Linked DNA regions of Zea mays: regions 2 and 3 are each linked to region 1. Evidence: chromatin contacts called from public Hi-C data. All regions are on one chromosome and are shown on one strand. The core of a region is the stretch at or near the end of the contact, and the rest is flanking DNA. Distances in the headings are between cores, read along the strand shown.

Region 1 (3,062 bases), core at 199-2,698:
AGGTCTCCAAACATCTATGTGGTTAGTGCTTGAGGGAAGAACTGCCTCAAGTAAATGTAATCATCATAACACCCTAAGACACAAGTCTTCATAACACCCCTAAAATCTTGATCAGCAAAGAGTATACATGATCCTGCAAAACACTATATTGTAATGTAGATTATACAGTTTAAAATAGTGAATCAGATCGAGAAACTGGAGACCACCTTATAGCATGTTTGTTTGTTAAAGGGGAATAAAGCCCTTGAACATGTTTGTCTGAGGTACATCATTAGAGAATATTTAATTGAGGTGTATGTTTTAAAGATTTTCTAAAAAGTTCTTGACTGCGAGGAACTAATTATAGCATTTCAATGAAGTTAAGTTCACAAAAGCATTTTTTTAGTTTTCATGTAAACTCATCCTTTCAGAGTTTCTGCAGTAAAGGAGGAACTTAGGCTACCCAGGGACTTAAATTATTCTAGCCTTGGCCCCGTCCCCGAGTTTTGAACGCTTGTACGGTACAAAAATCCAGATTCAAAGCATTCCTGTATCAAAAATCCTCAGATATTCTTAAAAAAAGATATGACATCGACACAATCCATCCAGAATACGAACACATCAACCTTTATGAGGTGGATCGCCCTCAAATGAATGATGCTGCAAAGACTTGCGTAAACTATATAGCAATGAGAATCCAGCCGAGTACAAAAATATGTTTGTTGCATTAAAAAATGCAGTATGTGTTTGGCCTCAGATTAGCATTTTGGCACATTAATCTTAGTCGCCGATAACTCGGGCAAAAGATTACCCGAAGCGCAAAATAGTTACCGAGACTCATGCCATACGCTGTCATCACCGGCAACGACATCGAAAGCCAACCCGCACATCAAACCAATCCAGCAAAATCCATAGTCGCTTAACTGTTTAGAATATGGACACGAGAAAAATAGGCGTTCGAGAGGGGGGGACACGAGAAAATCTATCCAACTCCCCGGAGATGTTGAAACGTATCGACAGGGAAGCGAAAAATCGGGAGGAATCAAACCTCAATGAAAACGGATCGACGGGGAAACAAAGAAAGGAACGAAACAGTGCCCCGAGCGATCCTAGTTGAGAGATGGAGGTCGGAAGTCTCTGGAGGTTGAAAGAAGCCGCAGCAGCACCCAGCAGACCAAGGTAAGAAACGGCGGCGGCGGCGGAAGCTAGGGCTTCTTCTGCGGAGACCGAAGAGGCGAAGAGTCACTAGCACTACGTCTCGCCTTTATTACGCTTCTGAACGTTGGGCTCTGATGGGCTACGTTCTGTGGTGGGAATCTTTGACTGCGAACCGGCCCATGGACTGAGAAAGATTTGGGCCCAAAACCACAGTCCTCGTCTTCTGTCGGAAAAAAGATCGCAAATGAAACGACCCCGCAGCTGACGTGATGTGATCCATCTGTTGCCCTGCTCTGCTCACCGGATTCCCCCCGACCTCGCCACCGCCACAAACGCTGTCCAGCTCCTCGCACTCTGACACTCCCTCAATCTCCCTCCTTCCCGTCCACGTCGCTCGCCGTTCCGCCTCCCGCATTCCGTCCAACACCCCCGCCGCCACTACCATGGCGACCATCCTCCTATCCTCCCGCCTCCCAACCACCGGTACAGCCACGCCGTCGCCCACCCGCCCCGCTCCGCGGTTCCTCTCCTTCCCCGGGACCGCCATCCGACGCCGCGGCCGGGGCCCGCTCCTCGCCTCCTCCGCGGTCTCACCGCCCGCGCCGGCTTCGGCGGCGCAGCCCTACCGCGCGCTGCCGGCCTCGGAGACCACGGTCCTCGTCACGGGCGCCACGGGCTACATCGGCCGCTACGTCGTCCGGGAGCTCCTCCGCCGGGGCCACCGCGTGCTCGCCGTGGCGCGGTCCCGGAGCGGCATCCGCGGCCGCAACTCCCCCGATGATGTCGTCGCGGACCTCGCCCCCGCCCAGGTCGTCTTCTCCGACGTCACCGACCCGGCCGCGCTGCTCGCGGACCTCGCCCCGCACGGGCCCGTCCACGCCGCGGTCTGCTGCCTTGCCAGCCGCGGCGGCGGCGTGCAGGACTCGTGGCGCGTCGACTACCGCGCCACGCTGCACACGCTCCAGGCCGCGCGCGGGCTCGGGGCCGCCCACTTCGTGCTTCTCTCCGCCATCTGCGTCCAGAAGCCGCTCCTCGAGTTCCAACGCGCCAAGCTCAAGTTCGAGGAGGAGCTGGCCGCGGAGGCCGCGCGGGACCCCTCCTTCACCTACAGCGTCGTGCGCCCCACGGCGTTCTTCAAGAGCCTCGGCGGCCAGGTCGACATCGTCAAGAACGGCCAACCGTACGTCATGTTCGGCGACGGCAAGCTCTGCGCTTGCAAGCCCATCAGCGAGGAGGACCTCGCCGCCTTCATCGCCGACTGCATATACGACCAGGACAAGGCCAACAAGGTGCTGCCCATTGGCGGGCCGGGGAAGGCGCTCACGCCGCTGGAGCAGGGGGAGATGCTGTTTCGGCTGCTCGGGCGCGAGCCCAAGTTCATCAAGGTGCCCATACAGATCATGGACGCCGTTATCTGGGTGCTCGATGGATTGGCCAAGCTGTTCCCGGGGTTGGAGGACGCCGCCGAGTTCGGCAAGATTGGCAGGTACTATGCCTCGGAGAGCATGCTGTTGCTGGACCCGGAGACCGGGGAGTACAGCGACGAGAAGACGCCCAGCTACGGCAAGGACACGCTCGAGCAGTTCTTCCAAAGAGTGATAAGGGAAGGGATGGCGGGGCAGGAGCTTGGCGAGCAGACCATCTTCTAGGCCTTCTCCATTACCAGTTTCCGGGAGAAAGAAACTTGTAGTAGATTATATGCCGACAATGTACTTGTAGAGATGTGAGCTTTTTGACTTGCTGATGATGTAAACACGACTCGCGATTCAATCATACCAAAGTATGATGATTGTCTAATTTGGAGGAAGAGAAATGTTTTGACTTGTTGCTTCAAAGAAGCTGATATCTTGTCTGCACATAATACATGTTTTCGCCCACAGTTTCTTAAGAGAGAAACCGAGAGTCTCTCGCAAATATGCAGAGTC
Region 2 (3,062 bases), core at 297-2,796, 230 kb before region 1:
CGCCGTCGCTGCCGCGCGCCACGGCGAGAGGCGCGCTCTCCGCCGCGAGATGCACGCCGTGCTCCGTGCAGGCGGCCTTGACCTGGGCCAGGCGCTCCTCCGCCGTGGCGTCCGGCCGCGCCTCCACGCCGGCCGCGATCACCGCGCAACCGTGGCGCGCGAACATCTCGGCGACCGGGCCGTACCCGCCGTGGAATCCCGCGGTGGCGTCCGCGGGGCTCGGGCCCGTCCCCGGCCCTCGCAGGAGTGGCACCTTGGCGGACAGCTCCACGGGCTTGCCGCGGAACGCGCTGGACGCCGCGGCCAGGACACGGTCGCCGTGCGCCAGGAGCTCCCCGGTGTACCAGGACAGGAAGAACTCCCCGTAGGCCGACTTCCACGAGCCCCCCAGCTCTCTGAAGAAGGCGGACGACTCCGGCGACTCGTCGTCGTACCGCGGCCCGTCGTGTGGACCCGACAGGCCCCACAGTGGCTGCCCCGACGACTCGGCGTGACGCTTCAGCCGTGCCAGCATGTACTTGTCGTAGCACTGGAACTCGCCGACGCCGTCGAAGCCACGGGAACCCTGGTTCCCCGGCGGGTATGACGGGTACTGTAGCTCGCCGTTAGGACCCAGGCTGATAGTCACATCCTGTGCCATGAACGAACGAACCAAAGAGAGAAGATTCAGTTTCCCAAATTAAAAGAACGCAAAAAAGATTTTAAGTGTGTTCTCCTCCTGGACCAGGGCTCCTCTTACCGTGATCGTTGACCCGAACAAGTCATCGAACTCTTCAGCAAAGCTGCGGAAGAAGGCCTCGTAGGCCTGGAGCGGCGACTTGCCGACGAGCACGGGGAGCTCGTCGACGGCAAAGGAGAGGCAGCCCATGCGGCGGTGGCCGGAGCGGTCGGTGAAGAGGACGTCGGGGTCGGCGGCCGCCGCGTCGGCCACCCATCCGGGGAGCGCGTCGCCGTCGGTGCGGAGCGAGACGCGGAGGTCGAGCCCCGCGTCGCGGACCATGGCGGCGACGGCGCGGTACCCGGCCCACTCGAACCAGCCCCCGGGCCCGGGCTGCGCGACGGCCCAGGACACCGGCAGCTCCACGCCGTCGACGCCGAGCAGCTTGAGCGCGCGCAGCGCCGCCGAGACGGCCCTGGGGCGGCCCACGCCGCGGCCGTCGGAGACCACCGCGTCCGCGGGGAGGCCCACGAACAGCCTCACCGCGGTGTCCATTCCCTCGCCCTCCGCCGCCCGCTCGCCGCCGGCGGCCTCGGAGACGAGCGCCCGCACGGGGCCCAGATGCCTGCTGCTGCTAGCCCGGACAGCCCCGCTGACCGCACGCCGCGCCGCTCCGAGCCGGACGGCGCCTGCTCGCTGCTGGCCCTGGCCATGGCTAGCCAGCGACGCGTCCCCCACGCACCGCCACCTCGTCGGTGTCGCCGTCGCCGTCGCTGCCGCCTGCTGCGTCAGTGCTGCCTCCATTGGCTGCTGACTGCTGTCCTGTTCACCACGCTGGTCGGGGAGCGTCGATCGTTGGTTCGTTCGCTTGGTGGTGGTCGTAGTGTATTTTCCCTCCCAATTCGTCGGGGCGCGCGTATTTATGGACAGTAGGCCGGTGCCAGCGCCACGTCGCAGGGAGCCAGCGCGCCGCAAAAAAACACACAAGCTCATGTGCTGCTCAAGTTTATCGCCGGGTTTTCCTGCGCCGCTAGATTCTATCGAGCCACTGACGGCTGGGGCCCATCCGTTCTATCGCGTCAGATCTTGCCGCGCCCGCGCCGCCCCGCCCCGCGCCGCCCAGCCAGGTTGATTCGTCGAATGACGAGGTGGTGGGACTACCCTTGGAAAAGACGAGTGTGGGACCGACACTTGTCCTCGGAACGTGGGGCGGTTCGAAGGCGTTTCGCGTCATTTGGCAGTTGGCACCATCGGGAGCACAGTACGGATTACTACTTGTGGTTTGTGGATAAGGGTGGCACGTAGGAACGTGGAGGCGCCAGCGCCACGCAGACGCCGGCGAGGCCTGGCCGCGGACTGGGGTACGGGGCGCGTGCGGTGTGTCGCTGCCGCGGCGGCGTACGTGGAAGTGGAACGTGGTGTTGGTGTGGGCGTGTGGCTGGGCGGCGCCGAATCGCTGGCGCGAGCCGCGTTCGTGGCCACCGTTTCACCGCGCCTCGCCGCCGATCTTGGGGGCAGGGCCCAGGACGCGTTGCCGGGCTTCCTGCGTGCGCTCTGCATGCGACGGGCGACGGCTTTCCGCGCCATGCCATGCTTCCGAGTCCGAGCCATGTGAGAGGCTGGTTTTGGATATGGATCCAGCACCAACCGATCTGGAAGATGTGGTGGACACGTCTCTTATATGTCAAAAATTCAAAAACTGAAATGAGATGTATACACGAACATGGGTTGAAATGGACTGCGGCGTTCGGTCGGTCTTGCACATAGTGCTGGGAATATGGGGTAGAGCTTTTTGGCCAGCACGAGCATGGTACAAAAACATGAGCCCAAAACATGACCCGACACGAAATAATACGGACCGGGCTAGCGCGGCTTGAAGACGGGTCTGGGTCGGGCCTCAAATTCCAGCCTATAAGGCACCCGACACGACCCGCACAGATGGGCCGAACTTAGACCGACACGGTTCAATAAAGCCCAAATTGTTTAATTCCTTTAATTTAGTAGGCTATCGACTTTATATTATTGTGATATTTGGAGTTTATGTGGTTAAATGATGCTAGGATTCTTTAATATCTTTAATTTAGTAAGTTATGAACTTTTTGTTGTTGTAATATTTTGATTTTATGTGGTCAAATATATGGGTCGGGCTTGGGCCGACACGACCCAATGAAGGCATGACGTGATTTAGGGCCAAACTGAGCCACTGTTTTACTTCGGGCTGGCACGATATGTTCTAAAAATATTTTGGGTTTTCCTGATCTAAATCCGTTTGGTACGAAGCACGATAGGCTTAGAACCGGCTCAATGGCTACTAGCACGACGTGGTACTTTTTTTTTGGTGGCAAAGTTATTTGCGCTATTATGGTACTCGTTTGAGATGGTTTCTCTATAACGTGGTTTCTAT
Region 3 (3,062 bases), core at 408-2,907, 190 kb after region 1:
CACCTCGAGCTTAAGTTACTTGAACTTAAAACTTAAACCAACAGTTCAGGGCAAGTTTAAAAGCACACACTAAAAATCCGTGGTAAAAGCTTATGATGTTATGCAACAAGAACAACAGTTGAGGCACATCTGGAATACAACCACAATTAGAATGTCCGTGGATTGATTTTGGTTGTTGCACAACACAATGAGAACTGCAAAAACAATGTGGTACTGTAGAATGTTTGTTCGTTGTTTACTGAGAATCAGGGACTAATGAATTCGTTAACATGATGCAGTTGATTAAGGAACGAAATATTTAGAAGAGAATAAGCACCAACTAACAGCAAGAACGTATATGCCTCCATAACTCCATGGAGAACGAAATATTCAGCAATTTCTGAAACCGAAATGAAAGGGGATGGAGGAGCGCGACTGGTAAAAGTTTACGAACCTTGGTTGAATCTGTGGCTTGGGGATCAGTGGTTGAATCTGCGTCTTGGGGGAGAGATGTGGGGGATCAACTGTAGGCCTCCCCATTTGTAGTCGTAGGTGGGCAGAGGTTGCTGAGGTCGATGCAGGAATGGAAGGGGATGGAGGAGCGCGTTGATGGCAGAAGGAGATTCGGCGTGGGGAGGAGCTGAGCGCGCCATCGAAGATTTTGCCTGCGCGCGCAATCGACGACGTGGGGAGGATGGCGTTGATGGCGGCCTCGGCAACCTTCCATGACGGTGGTGCTGATATCGCGGATGGGTCGGCGCGGATCCTCGGCCACCTTCTGTTATCGGAGACGGGGACAGTGGGGAGGAGGGTGGGGCGGATCGACATGGGGAGGAGGGCACGCGCAGGCAAGGATCCATGATGGCGGTGCGCAGATCGTCCCCAACCTTCTGCTATTGGAGACGGGCGGAGCAGAGGAGGGCGCGTCGATCCGCCCAACCTCCTCCCCACCGTCGATGTCGCGCGAAGAAAAGGAACCATGACGACAGTGCGCGGATCCTCGCCAACCTTCCACTATTGGAGACGGGCGGAGTAGAGGAGGGCGTTCATGGAAGGTTCGAGTATGGCGGTCTGGAGCGGAATTTCCTTGGAGCAGCGGCGCGGGCGACGGACTGGAGCGGTGGGATGGCGGGATCAGCGAGGCGGGGGCGCAGAGAGCACGGGCGCGAGAGGGAGCGGGCTACAGGCAGAACTGTGCACCAAAAAAGTGTGTACGTCTACACTATGGTCTTATATAATAGTAGAGATTATATTACTCTATTTTAATGTTAAATTATACTAAAAAATAAATGCACAGTCTATTATAAAATAACAAACTAAGATTTAAATAAGATGTCTCTTATGATTTTAAACATAGTTTGTTCTATATTGATTTAATATAATTAACTTAAATTTATCACTAAATATTGTATTTTCTAATAGGGACAAAATCTTCATAGGGATGAATTCCTTGAAGGGAACAGAGATGAAAGAAAAAGTCTCCCGTAAATATTTGCAGGAACAGAGATAGATAATTTTTCTTACAACGGAAGTCATTCCCGTTCCCGATGAGTAATTTTCCATTGTCATCCCTGGTTTTGACCCAGCAATTAGCAAGTCCCGGAAACCTAAAACCCCAGGCAAACCATCCGACGGTTCAGCAGCACGGTCCAGCTCAGCCAACGGCCAGATGGGCCACCGCGACACTTTGTGGCTCTGTCCTCTCCGATATATTACTCCAGCTGTCCAGCCCCAAGCCCTTTGCACTAGCAGAGCTAAAACCCTTGCGGCGGCTACCTTTCCCTCACCCCCTTTCTCGCCTCGCGGCGGCTACCTTTCCCCCCTTCTCGCCTCTCGCCTCGCGGCGGCTACCTTTCCCCCCTTCTCGCCTCTCGCCTCGCGGCCGCCGCAGGCGACCCCTTGTCGCCTCGTGCTGTCCACCGCCGAATCTTCCCCAGGTTGGAAGGTTTCTGCCGCCTCAACAGCTCGATCCGGTTGGCGCACGTTTTCCTCTGTCTGATTTGGTTCCCTGCGCGTTCGTTCGATTCAGGTTAGGGAGGGTATCTGTTGTTTCAGCTCAGTTTTACCGGGGGACTGGTTGTGGGCGGAGATGTTGGTGCTCTTTGAGACCCCCGCGGGCTTCGCCCTATTCAAGGTGCTCGACGAGGGTAAGCTCGACAAGGTCGAGGTAAGTCACCGCCGTTGCAATTTTTTTGGATTCGTTAAATTTGGTCTGCTCCGTGCTTTTCTGATGAACTGTCAGTGATAATGCGCGCTATGCCTCTGCGTTCTTGCTGTTGGCAGGATCTATGGAAGGAGTTCACGACGTCGGACTCAGCAAGAAAGGTTTGTGATTCGCTTGACCTTAGCAGGACAAACGGCATTTATTTTTCCAGAATCCCAACGTAGGATTTTTCACGTTATGACATTTTGCATTTGTCGTTTTGAACAAATGTCATTGATTTAACTCATCTATTCCGTTGGGGCACTGTGGATTAGCCACGAGAATATGAGCTTTTACTTAGGTTAGGGTGGCTTAGCTGGATATGTGTTGGAATGTGCTTTCTGTAAGCCATTTCAAACATTTCACATTTCAAGCAACAAAGCGCCTAGTCATTTTGTGCTGCTATTTCATAATGGTACCCATTATATGCGCATAATGGATTAATTCATTCAGAAATCATGCATACTGTGTCCCAAACAGACTTAACCGTTTACCTTCAAATGCAAAATAAGAAACAAGGAAAAAAGAAAATATGACTTGATGAGTCTTCGAAGCTATATTGTTTGCTTCTGCACCTTTAGTTTTCTGTTCTGACTAATAACAACGAACTTCTTGTAGGTGGTTGAGCTGAAGGCTTTCAATAAGTTTGAGAACACATCTGATGCTCTATCTGCGGCAACCCTTATTATTGATAGCAAGCCTAGCAAGGGTCTGCGCAAGTTCTTACAGAAACATTGTGAGGGTGAAACATTAGCGGTTGCTGATTCTAAGCTAGGAAATGCTATAAAAGAAAAGCTGGTCAGTAGTATTTCTCAATTTATTACTTTTTTGTGAATGGTCAGCCTTCATGGGACTTTAATTGTGTTGCAGAAAATTGACT

Evidence for each region. A called contact is a pair of places that touch in the nucleus more often than the background predicts.
Region 2: a Hi-C map of bundle sheath shows a contact between it and region 1, with 4 times the contacts expected there. The contact joins the promoter of LOC100284904 here to the promoter of LOC100281890 in region 1. A contact is called at or near these places in 7 of 25 Hi-C or Micro-C datasets (bundle sheath, ear, leaf and 2 more) and 1 of 3 datasets of contacts at active chromatin or transcription factors (leaf).
Region 3: a Hi-C map of tassel shows a contact between it and region 1, with 2.6 times the contacts expected there. The contact joins the promoter of LOC100384739 here to the promoter of LOC100281890 in region 1. A contact is called at or near these places in 2 of 25 Hi-C or Micro-C datasets (ear and tassel).

The regions. Positions count from the first base shown.
Region 1 is chr1:60,004,385-60,007,446 of Zm-B73-REFERENCE-NAM-5.0, reverse strand. LOC100281890 (PCB2) reads left to right here and starts at 1,448. Exons shown (of 1, transcript NM_001154810.3): 1 at 1,448-3,016. The coding sequence starts at 1,581. The coding sequence ends at 2,786. LOC103634874 (a long non-coding RNA gene) reads right to left here and starts at 1,224. Exons shown (of 2, transcript XR_556976.3): 1 at 1,028-1,224; 2 at 1-133.
Region 2 is chr1:60,233,335-60,236,396 of Zm-B73-REFERENCE-NAM-5.0, reverse strand. LOC100284904 (beta-amylase) reads right to left here and starts at 1,546. Exons shown (of 2, transcript NM_001157799.2): 1 at 740-1,546; 2 at 1-631. The coding sequence starts at 1,462.
Region 3 is chr1:59,813,700-59,816,761 of Zm-B73-REFERENCE-NAM-5.0, reverse strand. LOC100384739 (putative nucleolar protein 5-1) reads left to right here and starts at 1,657. Exons shown (of 10, transcript XM_008657431.3): 1 at 1,657-1,916; 2 at 2,009-2,146; 3 at 2,263-2,304; 4 at 2,801-2,980; 5 at 3,053-3,062. The coding sequence starts at 2,069.